2 separate regions of the Mus musculus genome follow, and region 2 is linked to region 1. Evidence: chromatin contacts called from public HiChIP or PLAC-seq data. All regions are on one chromosome and are shown on one strand. Each heading gives the region's core, a stretch centred on a gene start, on an enhancer-like site or on the middle of the called end of the contact. The rest is flanking DNA. Distances are from core to core; before and after follow the strand shown. Region 1 has its middle 240 kb from the start of Mir5124b. Region 2 overlaps Ptprg (protein tyrosine phosphatase, receptor type, G).

Region 1 (4,869 bases), core at 794-3,293:
TGTCATGCTGACTGGGGTTTGTAATCCCAGAGTTGTGAGGAAGAAGAAGGCCGAGAGCTCTGTGACTTGGCAAGCTCAGGCCTATCAAAAACCCTGCGTAACAAAACTAACAAACAACAGCAACAAAATGGTAGCTATCTCATGAGGAATATCACCTGAGGCCAACTTCCGGCCTCCACATGAAGGTACATAAACACACATGTATGCTCATATACACACACCAACTACACACGTACTACACTACATACATGCAGTTATTTACATCAGTTTGTACATATACACACATACACACTCATACCAACATGTACATATACATGCAGACATTCACTCCCTCCATCATGTATACAGAGAGAGAAAAGTACCATTTCTGTAGAATAGGCTTCCATCTAAAGAAATGTTTCCCTATTCTTAGATTACTGGAGCTATGTAGCTGTTCAAATTCCAAAGTGGCAGAATGAGAGATTAAACCCAGTTCTACGTGACTCCAGAACAAAACTTTTAGCATCGCAGGCCAAACAGCTGTGGTTTCTTGCAGGGAAAATAACAGTAATGAACGGATTGAGCTTTCATCTTTGGATGTGTCTGTGGGGTGGATAAGACATTCTCTCCAGCTCCCATGCCTACCCGAGCTTCCCTTCACATTTGAAGATGGCCTTCTTTCCTGAGACCAAAGCCCTTCTGGGTCCCATGCCCCAGAACAAGCCCTCTCTGTTATTCAAAGTGATGCCACTCACACAGTATCCCATTGATTCCCAAACTGTGACCACTGGGCCAGCAACATCAGCATCAGTAGCACAGACACACGGATGTTAGGGCCTATGCCAAGCCTAGCGAAGCAGAGATTCTACAGATGGAGTGAAAGGACCTGTTCTCATGTTTCTGGAGGTGATCCTAATATAAGTGTGAAAACCACAGGCTCTTCAAAGTTATATGCAGAGCCTTTGGCTCTATAGAAGCAGTAGTGTGCTGGCTGCCTTCACCTTTATTCCTGGTCCCACTCATAACAATTCCTCTGAGGCAGGTTCCCTGTTGTCTCAGCTCACAGGCCATGAGGGAAGCCCTGGATCATTATACACTTATTTATGTTTCATGGTGTACCACAGTCTAACCTCTGTTGGGTCTCTTATCTGCAGAGAAAGAGTTTCTGGTTGCAGGCAAGCAAGGGTCAGTGAGAATTGATAGACAGATGCGGACAAGAGAGAGAGAGAGAGAGAGAGAGAGAGAGACAGAGAGAGAGAGAGAGAGCTGAATCTGAATGTATTTTGTCCAAATGAACTCCAGACTTTTAATACAGAAGAAAAACAAGAAAACCAGACCAACATATCCACTAAGTTACATTGACACAAAGCAAAAAGAATGCATACATAAAAAGATGGCAGGAGCCAGGCCACATTTATCACTAAGAATAGAAACAACCCTTAATTTAAAAGATCAGATAAACACAGGAGCCAGGTGAATGCTCTGATGCAATGCTAGTCTATTGTTAAACCCACCACCAGGGGTTCTTTAGTAAATACCACATTATGCTATTCCTCTGGGCCTAGTGAAGAAACCTGCACCAGAGGAATTCCCTTCCACTAGCCCTTTCCACAATCCACCTGTTTCCTAGGCCATTATGTATTCCTTTGTTTGGGGGTGACTCGGTTAATTGTCCTAAGTGATTACTTTGCAGACTAGCCTTGAGCTTTTCTAGCTCTGTTCTTTGTAATGCCTAATTAGTTTCATTGTCTCTACTAGAAGTAAATTTGAATGTTACTGAATAGGTAGCATTCTTACTAAATTCCAAGCTCCAGGTCGGCTTCAAGGATTTTCTAGGAACCATTGGAACACTGGTGGAGGCTTAGCTATATGTCAAAAATCAATCCTTAAAGGCACTTATAACAAAACAATACTGAAAGAGAGCACATGGATCCATACACCAGACTAATGCAGGGACAGAGTTTGAGTATACGGGCTATTGGAATGCCAAGGTTCCAGGAGGCATAGTTTCCTTGAAACTCTTTGCCTCGGGACTGCTTTCAGGCTTTCGGTCTGTTAAGCAGACTTCACTCGAGTGGGTGTAGCAATGGCGGTAGTCTCTCTGTCTAAACAGTAAACTCCAGGTGGACCACTATACTTGAGGGCACAGCTCATAATTTGCCGTAGAGCAAGCACTCAAGAAGTAGTTATTGAATGAGTAAATCATTAAAATCCATATTGTTGCAAGAGTTGAATGTGGCATTTATGGTATACATGAGTCTCACAGCTACATCTTCACTTCATCTTTGGTCAAATATTTATCAGACATTGACTTCAGCCAAACACTATTGTAAGCAGTGGGAGCCAGCAGTGATCAAGACAGAAAACAAAAACAAAGGCTTATCTTCACATCTTCTGTGACTTCTCTTTAATTGAGGAAGATACACAATAAAATAAAATTAACTAGCGAAATATTCAGCATGTGAGAGGATGATGGGTGCTGTGGCAAGCAGCAGAGTCAGGGAATGGGTGAGGTGTGGGGAGACAGGAGGGAGCAAGCTCAGCGAACTCACATGGTGCATCAGCTGGCTCTCTGGTAAAAGATCTGAGGACCTTGAAGGAAAAAACTCTCCTCCAAGTTCCTGGGAACAAGGTTTCTGAACTAAGAGAAACAAAGGGAAAAGCATGAAAAGGGGACAGATAGCAGCGGTAGGCCTGGAAGCAACTAGCCAACACAGAGTAGGTGAAGGCAGAGCCCTGGACTGGGTGGCAGTGGGGGTGACATGGAGCCCTGATGGAGTCTCTACTGGGGTTCCTTCTCAGGGGTAAATGAGGGGCCTTGGCTTGTGCGTAGACAACTAACTGAGGCCAGCAAGACAGAAGCAGGCAGTCCAAACACAGCCCTCTACAGTGGTGTAATGACAGACATTGGAGACATAGCCTCAAATCACATGGGAAACAGTGTGCCATGTCAGTCAAGACCCTGCCTGACATCAAGCAGGATATTTTGTTTTTCTACTTAACTGAGATATGATCCAATATAACTGCCTCAGAAAAAGTTGACATAGAAGCTAAAATAAGTACCTCAACCTTCTACATGGCAATAAATAGATAGATAAGTAAATAAGTAAATAAATACTATGAAAAAGTTAATAAATAAAATACCATGAAGGGTATAAATAAATAAATAAATAAATAAAATCACCATGAAGGGTAAAAATTCTCACTGCTCAAGCCTGATGACTTCAAGTTGTATCCCTGAAACCCACTTAAAAGCCAGCTACAGTGGCAGCAGTGCGTCTTAAGGGGGATGGAGGTGAAGACAGGAGAATGTCTACAAGTCCACAGCTAGCTACACTAGTACAACAGCTAAGAGAGCATAACTCAAAGAGGCTGAAAGGCAAAGACCAACCCCAAAACTTGTCTTCTGACCTCCACACATGTGCTGAGGTATGATGCACCCATACCTACAGACATGAACAGGCACAAAAATATAGGAATACATACACCAAAATAATCAATTAATATACACATAAAATCGTTTTTGGAATAATCACAATAAACAAGGGATTGGTTATTTGTAAATGAAGACCCTAAGTGTTCAGTGAGATTTTTTAAAGAAGACCTCTTTAGGAGCTAAAGGGGGGTGGGGATGGGGTGACTGTGAGCGCAGGCTGCTCTTTGAGAAGACTGGGCTTTGTTACCAGCACACAGCAGCTCACAGTCCAGGGAATCTGATACGCTCTTCTGGTTTCTGCACTTACTGAATGTACATGGTATGCAGACTGACACATACCTAAAATACCAATACACATACAAATAAATGAATACATTTTAAAATTAATTTTAAAAAATATCTCTTTATATTTTCAGCTTTGCCCAACACATAGCAGGTGATCTAAAAGGCTGTGGTCTGATGATTGTAAAAAGCGCTCGGTTTTGTTCCCATTTATAAGAAAGGGTAGAGTGTCCACACTTTGGTCTTCGTTCTTCTTGAATTTCATGCGTTTGGCAAGTTGTATCTTATATCTTCGGTTTCCTAAGTTTCTGGGCTAATATCCACTTATCAGTGAGTACATATTGTGCGAGTTCCTTTGTGATTGGGTTACTTCACTCAGGATGATACCCTCCAGGTCCATCCATTTGCCTAGGAATTTCATAAATTCATTTTTTAATAGCTGAGTAGTATTCCATTGTGTAAATGTACCACATTTTGTGTATCCATTCCTCTTTTGAGGGGCATCTGGGTTCTTTCCAGCTTCTGGCTACTATAAACAAGGCTGCTATGAACATAGTGGAGCATGTGTCCTTCTTACCGGTTGGGGCATCTTCTGGATATATGCCCAGGAGAGGTATTGCGGGATCCTCCGGTAGTACTATGTCCAACTTTCTGAGGAACCTCCAGACTGATTTCCAGAGTGGTTGTACAAGCTTGCAATCCCACCAACAATGGAGGAGTGTTTCCCTTTCTCCACATCCTCGCCAGCATCTGCTGTCACCTGAGTTTTTGATCTTAGCCATTCTGACTGGAGTGAAGTGGAATCTCAGTGTTGTTTTGATTTGCATTTCCCTGATGATTAAGGATGTTGAACATTTTTTCAGGTGCTTCTCTGCCATTCGGTATTCCTCAGGTGAGAATTCTTTGTTCAGCTCTGAGCCCCATTTTTTAATGGGGTTATTTGATTTTCTGGAGTCCACCTTCCTGAGTTCTCTATATATATTGGATATTAGTCCCCTATCCGATTTGGGATAGGTAAAGATCCTTTCCCAAGATGGACCATCTAGTGATTGCCATATGCAGGGATCCATCCCATAATCAGCTTCCAAATGCTGACACCATTGCATACACTAGCAAGATTTTACTGAAAGGACCCAGATATAGCTCTCTCTTATGAGACTATGCTGGGGCCT
Region 2 (4,869 bases), core at 815-3,314, 1.1 Mb after region 1:
TGGGTCTGAGATGGCCTCCTTGAAAGGTAGGATTCAGGCCAAGCAGTTAATCACAGGAAGAAACTGGTAAAACTGGAGTGGTATTGGTACCCTGGCTGAGGAGTCAGCCACTTGTGGCCTGAGGGCCCTTCAGCTGCCCCCTGAGCAGTGACAGAATAAAGGAGCACGTTTTGGAAAGTACACGTTCTTTATCAAGAGTTCAGCCTACAGACTGTAAAGGAGTTAGTGGGAAAGCCGATTGCAGCTACACCTAATGACATGAGTTCAGTCCCCAGGGTCCATGTGATGAAAGGAGAGAAGCAACTCCCACACACTGGCCACTGCCTCCACATGCACAGCCCTTCAGAGTAAACAAGTAAATGTAATCTTAAAAAAGACCTCGGCTTGCACTGGGAAAAAATAGTAAGAGGCCTTATGTGTAGGGCCAAGAGCAATGGATAAGATAGAAAGATACTAGGAAGGAGCCACTAACCAGCACTATCTGAAGTGAGGGATTCCTGTAAGGCTCTTCTGTTTATATGGCCCCTTCCCTACCCAGCCAAACTTACAGCTTTAGGAAACAGTGGGGGGGGGGGAGTTCTAGAATAGAGTAACAATACCAGTACTTAACTAAGAACATAGGTAATAAAGCTTTGATCTTGGGGGATGGTCCAGAGATTCTCCTAAGCAAGGCAGAGGGTAGAGAATAGGGAGTAGTCAGTCAGATGATGCTCTGCTTGGACATTGTCGTGGCTACAGCAAACAGAGATGACCACTTCAGTACATCCAAGCAGACAGTGTACCTGGAGAAGCAATAGTCAGGGTGTTTCAAGGTGAGGCTGTGTGAGCCTTCCTGCACTGGACTGACTTCTAACTAGACAGTGAAGCCTGGTGTTTCATCTGTCTTGCATCCAGAGGTCTCTCCAATCAGAAAGCTTCTTACATGGCTTTGGAACTGACCTTGTACTCTGGCAGAGCTCAGCTCCCTGCTTGTTTGGTCTGGTTCCATGGTCCACTATGATCGCACTAGTCCTAGTTGACCCTTGAGGTCAAGAGCTGTCAATAGCTGGCTAAAGCCAGTTCTTCTATCAAGAAAGGATTCCTGAAGATGTTTCTGAGAACTCAGCCAACCAAAGTCTGGCCTTGTGTCACATGCCCATCCTTAAACAAATCAGAGGAGATGCTGAGTAGTGCCCAAAGACATCCAGTGTTGACCTTTCTCGGGTTACATGGAGCAGGAACTGTAGAAGGAGACCAGGCAGGGCAGCCCTTTATCCTCTGGGCAAAGCTAGGTGGCATGGTGCCAGGCTATTCTGAATTTTTCTGCTGAGAGCAGTCATTTTCCTTTGAGCATGTTTTTCTTTTTAATTCACACTCTGACAGAAAAGGTAGGGCTAGCAATTTGGTTCCTGAACAGGATCTGCCAGCTGTGAGGAGAAAATGAAATAGAGACGAATTTTCTTCCTAATGGCGAAGCCAACATTGTTTTGTTTTTAAAGAAATTAGTCCAAATATTTATTTCTGTAGGGTTGAGGAAAAAGTGTAGTTGATTTTCAAAAGGGTTCTTTTTTTTTACTTAAGATAAATGCTTCTGTCTTCAAATATTTAAATGCTTGAGCTATTGAAATTAAGATTTGCCCACTTTTTTTTTTCTTCTTCTTCTTGTAGTGAGGGGTGGACGTTGGCGAGCTCAGGGATTTGAAGGCCATCAACATACTGTGTTGTTTTGGCAGCTACAGCTATCTAATAGACTCCAATAAAACACACACTTTCGAGGAGTGGATGTCTGCAGAAGTGTTTGTGGATTCCAAGCATTTTGACATTTGGAAACTGGAGCTTTTAGAAAGTGCTTTGTCATGCCTTTGTGCTTGTCAGCGCTCTAGAGCAAGGACACAAGGAGAAGAATGCAGGTGTTTGCCTTCCCTGGAAGGGACCAAACAGAGAAAAAGAACCCCGACTTGCTTTCTAATTCATTACAAGCTGCCTGCAGAGGGCTGCACTTTTATCAGACCCTGCACCCTACATTGCTGTTTATTCCCAGGGAAGGGACAGGTTCCTGTTTCTGTGGCTTCACTGGCTCCTTGCTAGCCATCGTACAGAGGCCGCAGTTGCATCACACACACACCCCGCCACACACAGACACCACACCCCAGGAGAAAAGTGTCCATCTATGTATTAATGCTTCAAAACTTCAGATTCCAGTGTTCTTTCTGAAGCTAGCAGAGAGCACTGATTTCAGGGGCACAAGGGCCAATTTGGAAAAGCTGAGTGGTTAGGAATTCCACAACTGCCTCTGTCAGAAAAAAAACAGCCCAGTATTTCAGGTCCTGGTCCGCTGTTTCTCAGAAGCCTCCCTCTCTTATCTTTTCTCTCATCAGTAAGGGCAAGCAGTGAGCAAGTGAGGTCTCTGTAAGTTGTGCCGATCAACCCAGTCGTCGGAGCTGGGGAGATGGATTTCCTTAAAGGCTTTCAGGGCACACAAGCAGGTTCTTAACTTGCCTCTTTTACTCTTCCCTGTGAACCTACACTGGCATTCTAACCAGCTCTTAGCCAGTGACCTTGGCCTCTCTCTTGTATGATAATGTAGATTCAAATGTGTTCAGTTTGGGTGGAGTCTAGACACCTGGGCTGACCAGTAGTCAGTATAGGTTATGAGACTCCAGTCGACATCCATCGTAAATACTAGGCAAAGCCATGGGCCTGGGAAGAAATGTGATTCAACAGTAAAAACACTCGCTGCACAAGCATGAGAATCAAAGTTTGCATCTCTGGAAACAAAAATACTGAGTGAGTGCAGTGGCCCGCTTGTAATTAGCAACCATGTAAGGCTGGAACAGGCCGTCCTCAGGCAAGCTGGTCCTCAAAACTAGCTATACTTGGGGTTTGACTGAGGGAGATTGTCCTGGTGAGTATGATGCAAAGAGATAGAGAATGATCAATGCCTGACATCAGCCTCAGATTCCCCAGTGAGTGGGTATGCACACACGCACACACACACACACACACACACACACACACACATCAGGGGATAAGAGGAGAGAAAATGGGAAATAAAATGCTGCCATCTCCTTATCATCCATACAGAATTGCAGCCTGGGTCTGGCAGTACCAAGGAATGGAAGTAGTGCCTGGAGTCAGGTGTCTGCAGTCTTTCCTTAAGCGTCCATACATATGTATATCTTGTTCAGCACTTTCTCTGGAGCTGAGTCCAGAAGGCATTATTCTAATGTGGATTCAGTTCATCCTGCAGGAGAATTTTACAAACGCTGCTTCTTTGCCCATTGTCACCACTGGAGTGGATCCTCCTATCCATTAAAATGCGGCATTACCTATGGTTTTTCTCCAGCATGATCTTGTCTTAATAGTTAAATTTTATATGTGTGGGTATTTTGCCTACACATATGTCTCTGTACTAGACGAACAGGATTCCTAGTACCTGGGAAAACCAGAAGATGGCAATGAATCTCCTCGAACTGGAGTTACAGACTAGAATGAGACACTGGGTGTGCTCGGAATTGAACTCAGGACCTCTGTAAGGGTGATGAGTGCTCTTAACCACTGAGCCATCCCTCCAGCCCTTTACCATGAGTATAATTTTTGGGTGTATGCTCTCCACTATGCAGCAATATACCGATTTATGCAATAAATCTAAATGTCTTAATTAGTCTGCTTTGAACATTTGGTTTTATTATTATTATTATTATTATTATTATTATTATTTTAATCAGTGAGACAGGTTGGAAAGGGAAGGTTTATCTGCATTGCCCTTCTTTGGCAAGTCTGTCACATAACTAACGACGTCTGTCTGTCTGTCTGTCACAGTAACTAAGCATGACTTTGCAGTTAAAGCTGGGCTTTAGAGGCACACTGCCTCTAAACTGAGAGTTCTCTTCCTGCCCCATTTCTCAGATAACTTTCTCTACTTTGTCCTCTGTTTCCACATCATAAAATGATGAAGATAAAATGATAATCGAGGTGAAATGTGCAGACCTGTGCTTGACATGAGAGGAAGCAGCTTAAGGATCATTAGTCGTCTTCCTAATTTCCTTATTAATTGATTACCATACCCAAGTGACAGCCCTATCCCATAGAAATAAAGCAAGCCCTGTATCTTGTTTAAGTTCTATAGTGGGTTATATTTAAAATAGAAACAAGAACAGAAAAATCGATTTTAATATAGAATTTAACCTGAAATGTTATCGCAGTATGTGTGAGCTAAGGGACATGCATGCGTAGCTCCTGGCTGCTATGGTGAAGACGTCATGAGAACTAGTATGTCAGTTATCCAGGAGCATCCTTTCCAACACCATGTGCTGCCCAAAGATGTCATCATTAGCCCAAAAGAGAGTGCTTTCCTAGTTAATTATCTGAAGGCGTTTTCTTTATGGAGAAGGCCTTTCTGTACCTGCCTTGCTGTAAAAAAGTGTCTGAGCCGCGGGAAGGATGTGGCCTGGCATATAGCTAGTGAGTCTCAGTTTCATTTTCTGCAGCGGTGGTTCAAAAGTACAACCTGAGATGCTCAGGGCTATCGGGCATAATATTTAATTGCCACTGTCTGCTCTATAATGAGGCAACAAAGCAGGGCCCACCCTGTTCCCTGGGTTTTAGTTGTGTTAACCATGTGCTTGTTTTGAATTTCTGCTGTACACCCACCCCTTCAAATACTGCTCCGACCAGTGTCTAATGGCTTTTATTTCTATTACTTTCTATTTTCACTAATCTCTCCCCTTCAGCTTCATGCCCCCCTCCCCACATCTTGTGGACCAAGAGCCCTGGTTGCACACACATGGAATGAATAGATTTCAACTTTTCCTTTGATTCGAGCTGACAGATTAAAAACTAATTATTCTCTGAAATACTTTTATAATAAAAACGAAGCTGAAATGATTT

The links. HiChIP or PLAC-seq counts read pairs in DNA pulled down with a chosen protein or histone mark.
Region 2: a contact with region 1 is called in an H3K27ac HiChIP or PLAC-seq map of embryonic stem cells, with 5 times the contacts expected there. The contact joins two enhancer-like sites. A contact is called at or near these places in 1 of 115 datasets of contacts at active chromatin or transcription factors (embryonic stem cells) and 1 of 9 other capture datasets (embryonic stem cells).

The regions. Positions count from the first base shown.
Region 1 is chr14:11,038,063-11,042,931 of GRCm38.p6, forward strand. It overlaps a transcript of Fhit not described here. Among named protein-coding and RNA genes, the nearest start is that of Mir5124b, 240 kb to the right of the region's middle. Within about 2 kb of position 2,044, at least 11 of the 459 cell types and tissues checked have an H3K27ac peak or open chromatin away from gene starts, as enhancers often do. A contact at or near this core is called in embryonic stem cells, where this site is marked.
Region 2 is chr14:12,111,672-12,116,540 of GRCm38.p6, forward strand. The region is part of intron 7 of Ptprg (protein tyrosine phosphatase, receptor type, G); the gene reads left to right. Among named protein-coding and RNA genes, the nearest start is that of 3830406C13Rik, 170 kb to the right of the region's middle. Within about 2 kb of position 2,065, at least 27 of the 459 cell types and tissues checked have an H3K27ac peak or open chromatin away from gene starts, as enhancers often do. A contact at or near this core is called in embryonic stem cells, where this site is marked.